Regions from separate parts of the Mus musculus genome. Here regions 2 and 3 are each linked to region 1. Evidence: chromatin contacts called from public HiChIP or PLAC-seq data. All regions are on one chromosome and are shown on one strand. The core of a region is the stretch at or near the end of the contact, and the rest is flanking DNA. Distances in the headings are between cores, read along the strand shown.

Region 1 (2,700 bases), core at 71-2,570:
GGGCGTGTGCTCACAACACAACTCCTCCACCCGAGGCTCAGGGATCATTGTTGAAGAGAAAGGGGGAAGACTGTAGAAACAAGAAGTTTCGGTAACAGTGTATCTCCTAGAAATGTCAGAAATTATATACATGAAGTCTCACCAACACCTAGACATGCTGCCTAAACATGACCTGATGAGGGATGATACAAGTAACCGTGCTGTCATGGAACAGGGAAAGTTCACAGGGCCTCAAACCTAAACAAATAACTATAGGCAATTAAGGAATGCTGAGAGCCAGAGAAACAGTCTTCCCCAAGGGGAAGCAGACCAACTGGTTATCCAGTACCAAACGGTCAGCCTGAAGATATACACACACGTAACATTATACAGACTGGGCAGGTTGTGTGTGTGTGTGTGTGTGGTGTAACAACAATTAAAGAAATATTTGTAACAAGAATTAAAGAAAAAGAGGCCATGAAATTGAAATAGAGTGAGCAGGAGAGCAAAGGAGAGCTTAGAGGCAGGAAAGAAAAGAAAATATAGGGAATGCATTTTTTTTTTAAAGAGTGTTTTGGTAAGTCAGGAATGAAGGCACACACCTGTAGTCTCAGCAATTGCCTTGAAGCCAGGACTGAGAGAGAGAATAAACAAATATTTCGGTGAAGACCTTTGATTGGCCCAGGTTAGGTCTGTGGTCAGGGACAGATAAACCCACTGTGGTCACTCCCAAAAACTAAGCGCCAGGTTTAAGCTGTGCTTAGCAGCTTGCTCTGGGAACGGTGAAGGATAGAATCGTTTTTCTAAGCATTAGGACTTGGCCCATTTTCTGACCTTAGGAAATGGAGCCTGAAGGGATGGAAGAGGTTGGATTATTCTAGAAGCCTTTGATGAACCACTAATCTATGCTAGATACTGCTAAGGGTTTGGGGGAGACACACAATGTATACCCAGGAATCTTGGGCTCCTTTGGATAGAGGGAGGTCACTGATAGAGGTGACAGAGTATGTCTTAAGTAGTGGCCCACAGACCACTGGCTGGTGGCTGTCAGTGTGGCCCCTTTCAGGATCTATCTTAAGCTCTCCTCCCCTAGGAACTCTTCTCTACCCTCGTTCTACTTGTTTCTCTAAAAACTGAAAGAAAGCCAGAAGAAAGTTGTGAGGAGGCTGGGGTTCTAAGGACCCTTTCTTTCTGTCTCTGGGTCGGCATTCACGGAGTTTCTCTGCAGGCCTCCCTGGCTCCCGGGTTAGGCTGAGTAGCTGCCTAAACCGGGGGAGGGACAGCAGCAGGTGACAGCAGCCCCGGGTTATAAATAGGGGCGCGCGTCAGAGTCGGGCAGGAGCCGGGGCTGGAGGCAGGGGCTGCGGTGCCATGGGGTCGCGGAGGGCCGCGGGCCGGGGCTGGGGCCTGGGTGGTCGAGCAGGAGCTGGTGGAGATAGCGAGGACGACGGGCCGGTGTGGACGCCCGGCCCAGCCAGTCGCAGCTACTTGCTTAGCGTGCGGCCAGAGGCTAGGTGAGTCGCCCAGGGCCCTGGGTTGCCCCAGGCTGCTCTGTCCTTTGGGTGGTGGCCGGGTGTGGCCAGGCTCTCAAAAGCACTCTGAAATCTGGAGGCCTGGGTAAAACCGGGGCCCTCAAACTTTCTCAACCCTAAGGCCCTGAGGACCCTCTTGGTACCCTTTTGGTCCCTTGAGGGCCCCAGGGTTTCAAATGTGTGGCCCAAGAGGGGAAAGGCCATAGTTTGGAGTGATTTTACAGGGGCCCTTTCCTTATCTCCCTCGCCCACACCAAGCTAACCCCAGGGCTGAATTCCACAGTTAGTGATAAGGGGATCCAGAGTGGCTGAAATTCCTCAGGCTTCAAAGGAGGGGACTGCTGGTTGATGGGTGTGGGGGGAGCCATTAGAGGCTGTTTAGCTTAGAGTCCGAGATCGGCCTTGTGATAACTGAAGTTCCTCCCCTGGGCCTAGGGCTTTGGCCTTCCTGCACTGTGTTGTGTCTGGTTGAGAGGAAGGTGCCAGGAGGTGGCTGTTTGTTGGCCTTGTCTGGGGATCTAGGGAGGATCTGTGGCTTGAAGCTCAGAAGGAGTCAATTGCCCTGCCCAGTGGGACCCAGTAGGGGTTGAACTGGCACAGGAGGGGTGGGACTGGTGAACCCTTTATTGGCCTTGCAGAAAGAGACATTGGAAGGCTTTGTTTTAGGAGCTAGGTTATCCCTAGTTGCAAAGGATACACAGACACTAGGCAAGCCTTGCAAAAGACACTCTAAGAACAAGATGCAGACACCCAAGAACAAGTGCATCGCCCTGGAGACACGGAGACAGGAACTTCCTGCCCCTTGTGGGCAGCTCAGCTTCCCTCTGCTCCTGAGCCCATTTTCCAAAAGGAAATGTAACAGGGTGGGCCTTGGAGTAGGCTGTTACTTCTTAGCACCAAAATTTAGCTTGCGTAACTTGCTTCTCTGAGACACTATTTACAGACTTCTGCTCTCCGCTCAGAGAGAGAGAGAGAGAGAGAGAGAGAGAGAATAAATACATACAGGCTCGAAGGACAGTCAGGAAAAGAAGCCCTGGGCACTTCCTGGATCGTCAGAGTCCTATTGACCTTGGAGTTGGAAAAGTTCAAATGTAACCGGAACCTGTTTCTGCATAAAACTCGGCAAATGGTGTCACGTGTTTGGGGTAGGACTGAGGGCCGGTACTGTGACTAAGTCAAACTCACCCAG
Region 2 (2,700 bases), core at 192-2,691, 37 kb before region 1:
GTAACTGATCTCATGGCCTCTGTGAAACAAAAATGGGCTAGGAATGAAATATCCCCTTCAAAAGTGCCTCTAGTCTGACTTCCTTCTCCTAAGCGTCATCACCGTTCAGTACAGCCATGGTTGCTAACCAAGCTTTCAAAATGCCAATCCTTGGGAGATATTTAAGATCCAAAGCATAGCAGATAATCCCATGGGTTGAGATCCATCATTTTAGGGAACTTATGAAAGCATTAAACTTGATACTAGAATTGGTCAGTGAGTTAACATCTTTTTATTTTTTTTGTAGTTATCTAGAAATGACAGTCACATCCATGTGCACAAATGGACATGTATGTATCCATATGGTGTATATTCACTCAGATCCTATGGTGTTCAGTTGCTATGTTTTAATGTAGGATTTTGCTAAAGGCAAGAAATTCTACCTTCTAATTTTGCTATAGTCGTATAAAATTATATATTATTTTTATCTTTTAAAGAATTCTAATTGGTCAGTTACACTTGGTGAGAATCCATTCAAAATTAAGATGTTTTTTATTCCTTACTAAAGTATTTGGTAAAAGTTCCTAGAAAAACTAGTAGATCCTAGAGGAAGTTGTAATTGTAGTTTTTGCTTATGTATTGTTAAATTGCTCTTCTAACAGGTCACATAAATTATTACTTATATATGATTTTTACCAAAACTCTGTAACACTTGGGAGTATTACTTTATTTATTTATTTATTTATTTATTTATTTATTGAGACATGGTTTCTCTGTGTAGTCTTGGCTGTCCCAGAACTCACTCTGTAGATAGACCATGCTGGGTTTGACTTAAGATCTGTCTCTGCTTCTAGAATTCTGGGATTAAAGTGCGACACCACTGCCCTGCTAAGAAAGAGAACTGTGAAGCAAGCTCTCCTGTAGCGCTCAGGCTGACCTCAGACATAACTGCAACTGGCCTTGACCTCCTGACCCTCCAGCTTCCACCCACCCACCACACCTATCTTTGTTTTGTTTTTTCTGAGACAGGGTTTCTCTGTGTGGCCCTGGCTGTCCTGGAACTCACTTTGTAGACCAGGCTGGCCTCGAACTCAGAAATCTACCTGCCTCTGCCTCCAGGTGCTGGGATTAAAGGCATGCGCCACCATGCCCGCAGTTTTGTTATTTTTTGAGATGAAGTCTTGCTATAGCTCAGGCTAGCCTTCTCTTAATCTCCTACCTCAGCCTTCCCGAGAGGTGAGACTGTAGGTACACACTAGCACTCCTGTACTAGCTAACTGACTTCTAGCAAATATATTTTATGTCTGATCATTTTCTGCAAACCCATGACGAATTCCTGTGGGAGAACTGAAGCGGAAACTTAAGGGTTTTTTAGAAAGTCATTTGTGTTGGATGGTGTTTGCTGGGGCAAACATGTGAAGAAATGTTTAGTTAGAATGGACTCAGATGAAAGGCTAAGACACTTGTGAAAGAATGTTTCACTAACACAGACAGGTAAAATGATGTTTTACTAAAACAAGCATGCAGAAGGACATATGATGAAAGATTCTTTGCTATCAACAGGCACATATTGTTCTACCTTACATTACATAGTTGAACTATGTTTGTAAAAACATACCAAAAAACCTTTGGTGGTGTGCTACAGTTTCTTACTACTTCCTTGGACTCGGGTTGATTGGCAGAGTGAAGTCAGCCGAAACAAGTCACATGCTGAGACAAGGGGGAATATGAAAAGGACAAACATGGGGGGCGGATCCTGGCTTACTTAGGTAGCGGACGCTTGTCGCTCTCACGTCTTCACTGATCTGTGCTCCCTCAGTGAAGGGAGGCAGAGCAGAGAACTTTCCTGGCGTTCTTATTGGCGCTGGTCCCTCCTGCTGACTCTAGCCGAGGCTGAGGCCTGGCTATTCCTGCTAGGTCTTGCCACCGTTGGTGCTAACCCCACTCTACCAAACTGGACTGCTAATATTTCAGTTAAGTGTTTACGAGTGGATCGAGCTGCTGCTGCTAACCTGTGAACTAAACTGCCAATTTTCAGACAACACAGACTGGAGTTGTTTCAAAGAACCATTTCTAAACAGGTCTACCTTTCCTGTATCCTTTCTTTTCCACTACCTTTAGTGGGTGGTGGACTAAAAGTTAGTGTTTCAAAACCATCATTAAAAATAGTCATTAAAGTCGGGCGTGGTGGCACACACCTTTAATCCCAGCACTTGGGAGGCAGAAGCAGGTGGATTTCTGAGTTCAAGGTCAGCCTGGTCTACAGAGTGAGTTCCAGGACAGCCAGGGCTACACAGAGAAACCCTGTCTTGAAAAACAAAACAAAACAAAACAACCAATAAATAAATAAATAAATAAATAAATAAATAAATAAATAAAACCACAAAAAATTGCCATTAAAAAATTAAAGTTATAGAGAATATTACTTACTCTGATGTAATAACTCTTCATCAAACCCTTGTCCTTTTCTGAAGGACACTGGGCTCCAGCAAATGGTTTACTCCCGACCATTGTGTGCTTTTCCCCAGCACTGCAGGACCAATCGGTCCCACCTTTCTTCAGCTTTCTCCCCTTAGGCATTGAAAGGCAGGAAGAAATGGAGGGAGGAAGCGTCTGAAGCAAAGGTCCCAAAGCATTTCTTCGTAGTTATGCTGCCCTGCACATCAGTTCGCTTGGCAGTCGGATGCTGGGATCTGCCTGTTGTTTAAGGACTCCAGCACC
Region 3 (2,827 bases), core at 34-2,533, 37 kb after region 1:
GGGAGGTCCTCAGGTACCCGGAGCTGTGACCCTGGCCTTATAGATTCCCTGAAGAACTACTTGCTTCTGCTGCTGAAGCTATCCAGTCCAGAGACAAGTGAAGCCAGGGCCGAGTCCCAGGAAGTGGCAGACACCGGGGGCTTAACCTCCTCCTCTACTCTGGTCCCCACCATGGAGGTGGCTGGGCTGAGTCCCAGGACGTCGAGGCGAATCCTGGAACGCGTGGAGAACAATCACTTAGTGCAGAGTGCACAGACCCTGTTGCTGAGCCCCTGCACCTCCCGCCGCCTTACTGGCCTTCTGGACCGTGAGGTACAGGCTGGCCAGCAGGCTCTGGCTGCTGCCCAGTGCTCTCGGGGCCCGTGCCCCACCCCCCTCACCATCCCTGCCATTGTGGTGGGTGAGGAAGGATCTGCGGGAGAGGATTCCGAGGAGAGGACTTCGCAGGAAAGTGACAAGAAGGGACTGCTAGGGGAAGTGGAGGGGCACACAGTGGAAAGCAGAACCCAGGAGCCCTGCCAAGAAGAAGCAATGCCAGGGGAGGCTTTGACGGGTCTCCCTGCAGCTACACCCGAGGAACTGGCTCTGGGGGCCCGGAGGAAGAGGTTCCTCCCTAAGGTCAGAGCAGGGTCAGATGGAGAGGCAAACAAGGCTGAAGAAAGGGAGAGCCCCACGGTTTCCCCCCGGGGACCCAGGAAGGGCCTGACACCTGGGTCACCAGGGACTCCAGGGCGGGAGAGACGGTCCCCTACCCAGGCCCGAAAAGCCAGCATGTTAGAGGTGCCTGGCGCAGAAGAAGAGCCTGCAACTGGAGACTTGGTCTCCAGATCCAAAGACAGTGGCCTGGACTCAGAGCCTGCGGTGGATGAAGGCAAGCAGGAAGCTCTGGCCAAGCAAAGGAAAGCTAAGGACCTGCTAAAAGGTGAGTGCCAGGAGCGGGGCAGGGGAAGCTGTCAACACAGGGCCCTACTGTGAGTACCACCCTGTGAGGGGCACCTCCCTGCTAAGAGGCAGTAGTTCCTTGAGAAACAGCACTGCAGGAGCTATCTGAGGGGCCTAGAGCGCCAGGAAGGGAGGTGACAGTGACGGGGCACTGTCAGGGGTAAAGGCCAGGGAGAGATCTAGTGAAGGGAGGGCCAGGTATTGTTGGACCTTCTTTGCTCTCAGCATTCCAGAAACTAAGGCAGGAGGCTGAAAGTTCAAGGTCAGCTTGTACTACTCAGGGAGACCCTGTCTGAAAACCAGATCAAACAGGAACAAAGCATGCAAACAAAGGCCCAGCTCAGCACAGGCCTTGGCTTCAGGGGCCTCCGGGGCCCCACCATCACCTCTGCCTTTATGGACTTGTTCCATGGTGATCCCACAGCCAAGATAAGACTCAGAGGCAGGTTCAGAGAGAATGCAACAGCCAATGCAAAAGCCTCTCTTGACTGCTTGTCTCTGTGAACGTGCTTAGCCTTGAGTCCCTATGTCCTGTCTCCCTGCCTCCCACCCTGGTTAAGGTACGTGCTCTCCAGCACAAGCACCTTATAATGCTCAGGCTGTTCCCTAAGGATACCCAAGGATGCAATGGGTGTGACCCGAGAGGGCAAGGGTGGTAGGAGTCGGTCGGCTTCTGTCTTGTAACAGGGCTCCTGTTCTCAGCCCCACAGGTGATCCGGAAAATTCGGGTGGAACAGTTTCCAGATTCTTCTGGTAGTCTGAAGCTTTGGTGCCAGTTTTTCAACATTGTTAGTGACTCAGTCTTGACATGGGCGAAGGATCAGCACCCAGTGGGCGAAGTGAACAGGAGGTAAGCTGTCTGGAGAGCACCGCCACCTGCCCGGGCTCCGCAGTTACAGTCATGTTGGGGACTAGCATCTTGAACCCGTCCCCTCATTTTGTCCTCACACTAGTCCCAGTGAGTGAGTCTCTTATTTCAAGTGGAGATCAGAAAATTGAAACTCAGAGGTCTTAAATCATGGGTCTCAAGTCACACAGCAAGTAAGTGTCACCTGTGTGATTGAGGACCGGTTTCTGACCTGGAACCTCTCACCACCTTCCCAGGGCTCCCAGAGCCTGGGTTCCCAGCAGCCTGTGAGAGTTGGGTCGAAGGCCCTGGGTGATGACCCTCACGAGAAGGGTCTCCGCTCTCTGCAGTGCAGGGGACGAGGGGCCAGCGGCTTTGGCCATCGTGCAGGCGTCTCCCACGGACTGTGGTGTGTATCGCTGTACCATCCAAAACGAGCATGGCTCAGCGTCCACTGACTTCTGCCTCAGCCCCGAGGGTGAGTGTTCTGTGGATCTCAGCTGGCCTGGCCTTGCATTGTGGGAGGCAGCGCTGTGCTGTGCAGGGATGGGGCTCTGCCCAAATAGACAGCCTGAAGACAGTAGCACTCTCTTTTTCTCCACATAGTATTGTCCGGCTTCATCTCCAGAGAGGAAGGTGAAGGTATGTTGGCCCTCTGGTAGGGGGGCATGTCTTCATGCCGTGGCCCACCCTTGGCAGGGTTTCTGTCCTTAGGGGCATACAATCCTCCCTAAGTCTGCATGCTGTTCCTCTTTGCTGCCAGTTTAAGACATGGCTTGTGGGGGGTGATGGAGGGCTGGTGTTTCTAAAGACTGTGGAGGGAGATGAGCTGGGGTGGGGGTAGGGTGGGGTGTGGGGTCACTTAGCAGGAGTCAATGCAGCCCTCTGTCCCCTTCAGAGTCCTTGAAGGACATGACAACCACCAAGACCAAGACCCAGAATTTCTCCCAGTGCCCTGTGGACTTGGGCGTTAGAGCCACAGATAGTCTGCTGCGAGCCCAACGGCTTCTCAGCCCCTTGTTCAAGCATCCTGAATGC

The links. HiChIP or PLAC-seq counts read pairs in DNA pulled down with a chosen protein or histone mark.
Region 2: an H3K27ac HiChIP or PLAC-seq map of embryonic stem cells shows a contact between it and region 1, with 18 read pairs. The contact joins the enhancer-like site here to the promoter of Alpk3 in region 1. A contact is called at or near these places in 1 of 39 promoter capture datasets (macrophages), 1 of 15 datasets of contacts at CTCF or cohesin (the NIH/3T3 cell line), 3 of 484 Hi-C or Micro-C datasets (the G1E-ER4 cell line, embryonic fibroblasts and embryonic stem cells), 8 of 115 datasets of contacts at active chromatin or transcription factors (embryonic fibroblasts, embryonic stem cells and intestinal villus epithelium) and 2 of 9 other capture datasets (adipose tissue and pancreatic islet).
Region 3: an H3K27ac HiChIP or PLAC-seq map of embryonic stem cells shows a contact between it and region 1, with 9 read pairs. The contact joins the enhancer-like site here to the promoter of Alpk3 in region 1. A contact is called at or near these places in 4 of 39 promoter capture datasets (the C10 cell line, embryonic stem cells, frontonasal cranial neural crest and 1 more), 2 of 484 Hi-C or Micro-C datasets (embryonic fibroblasts and embryonic stem cells), 7 of 115 datasets of contacts at active chromatin or transcription factors (double positive thymocytes, embryonic stem cells and heart atrium) and 4 of 9 other capture datasets (adipose tissue, embryonic stem cells, liver and 1 more).

What each region holds. Positions count from the first base shown.
Region 1 is chr7:81,056,280-81,058,979 of GRCm38.p6, forward strand. Alpk3 (alpha-kinase 3) reads left to right here and starts at 1,321. Exons shown (of 14, transcript NM_054085.2): 1 at 1,321-1,493. The coding sequence starts at 1,351.
Region 2 is chr7:81,018,765-81,021,464 of GRCm38.p6, forward strand. The region is part of intron 2 of Zfp592 (zinc finger protein 592); the gene reads left to right. Among named protein-coding and RNA genes, the nearest start is that of Zfp592, 26 kb to the left of the region's middle. Within about 2 kb of position 1,442, at least 7 of the 459 cell types and tissues checked have an H3K27ac peak or open chromatin away from gene starts, as enhancers often do. A contact at or near this core is called in embryonic stem cells, where this site is marked.
Region 3 is chr7:81,093,263-81,096,089 of GRCm38.p6, forward strand. It overlaps Alpk3 (alpha-kinase 3), which reads left to right. Exons shown (of 14, transcript NM_054085.2): 6 at 1-922; 7 at 1,645-1,792; 8 at 2,140-2,267; 9 at 2,396-2,431. The region is part of intron 2 of Gm51490 (a long non-coding RNA gene); the gene reads right to left. Among named protein-coding and RNA genes, the nearest start is that of Gm51490, 17 kb to the right of the region's middle. Within about 2 kb of position 1,284, at least 9 of the 459 cell types and tissues checked have an H3K27ac peak or open chromatin away from gene starts, as enhancers often do. A contact at or near this core is called in embryonic stem cells, where this site is marked.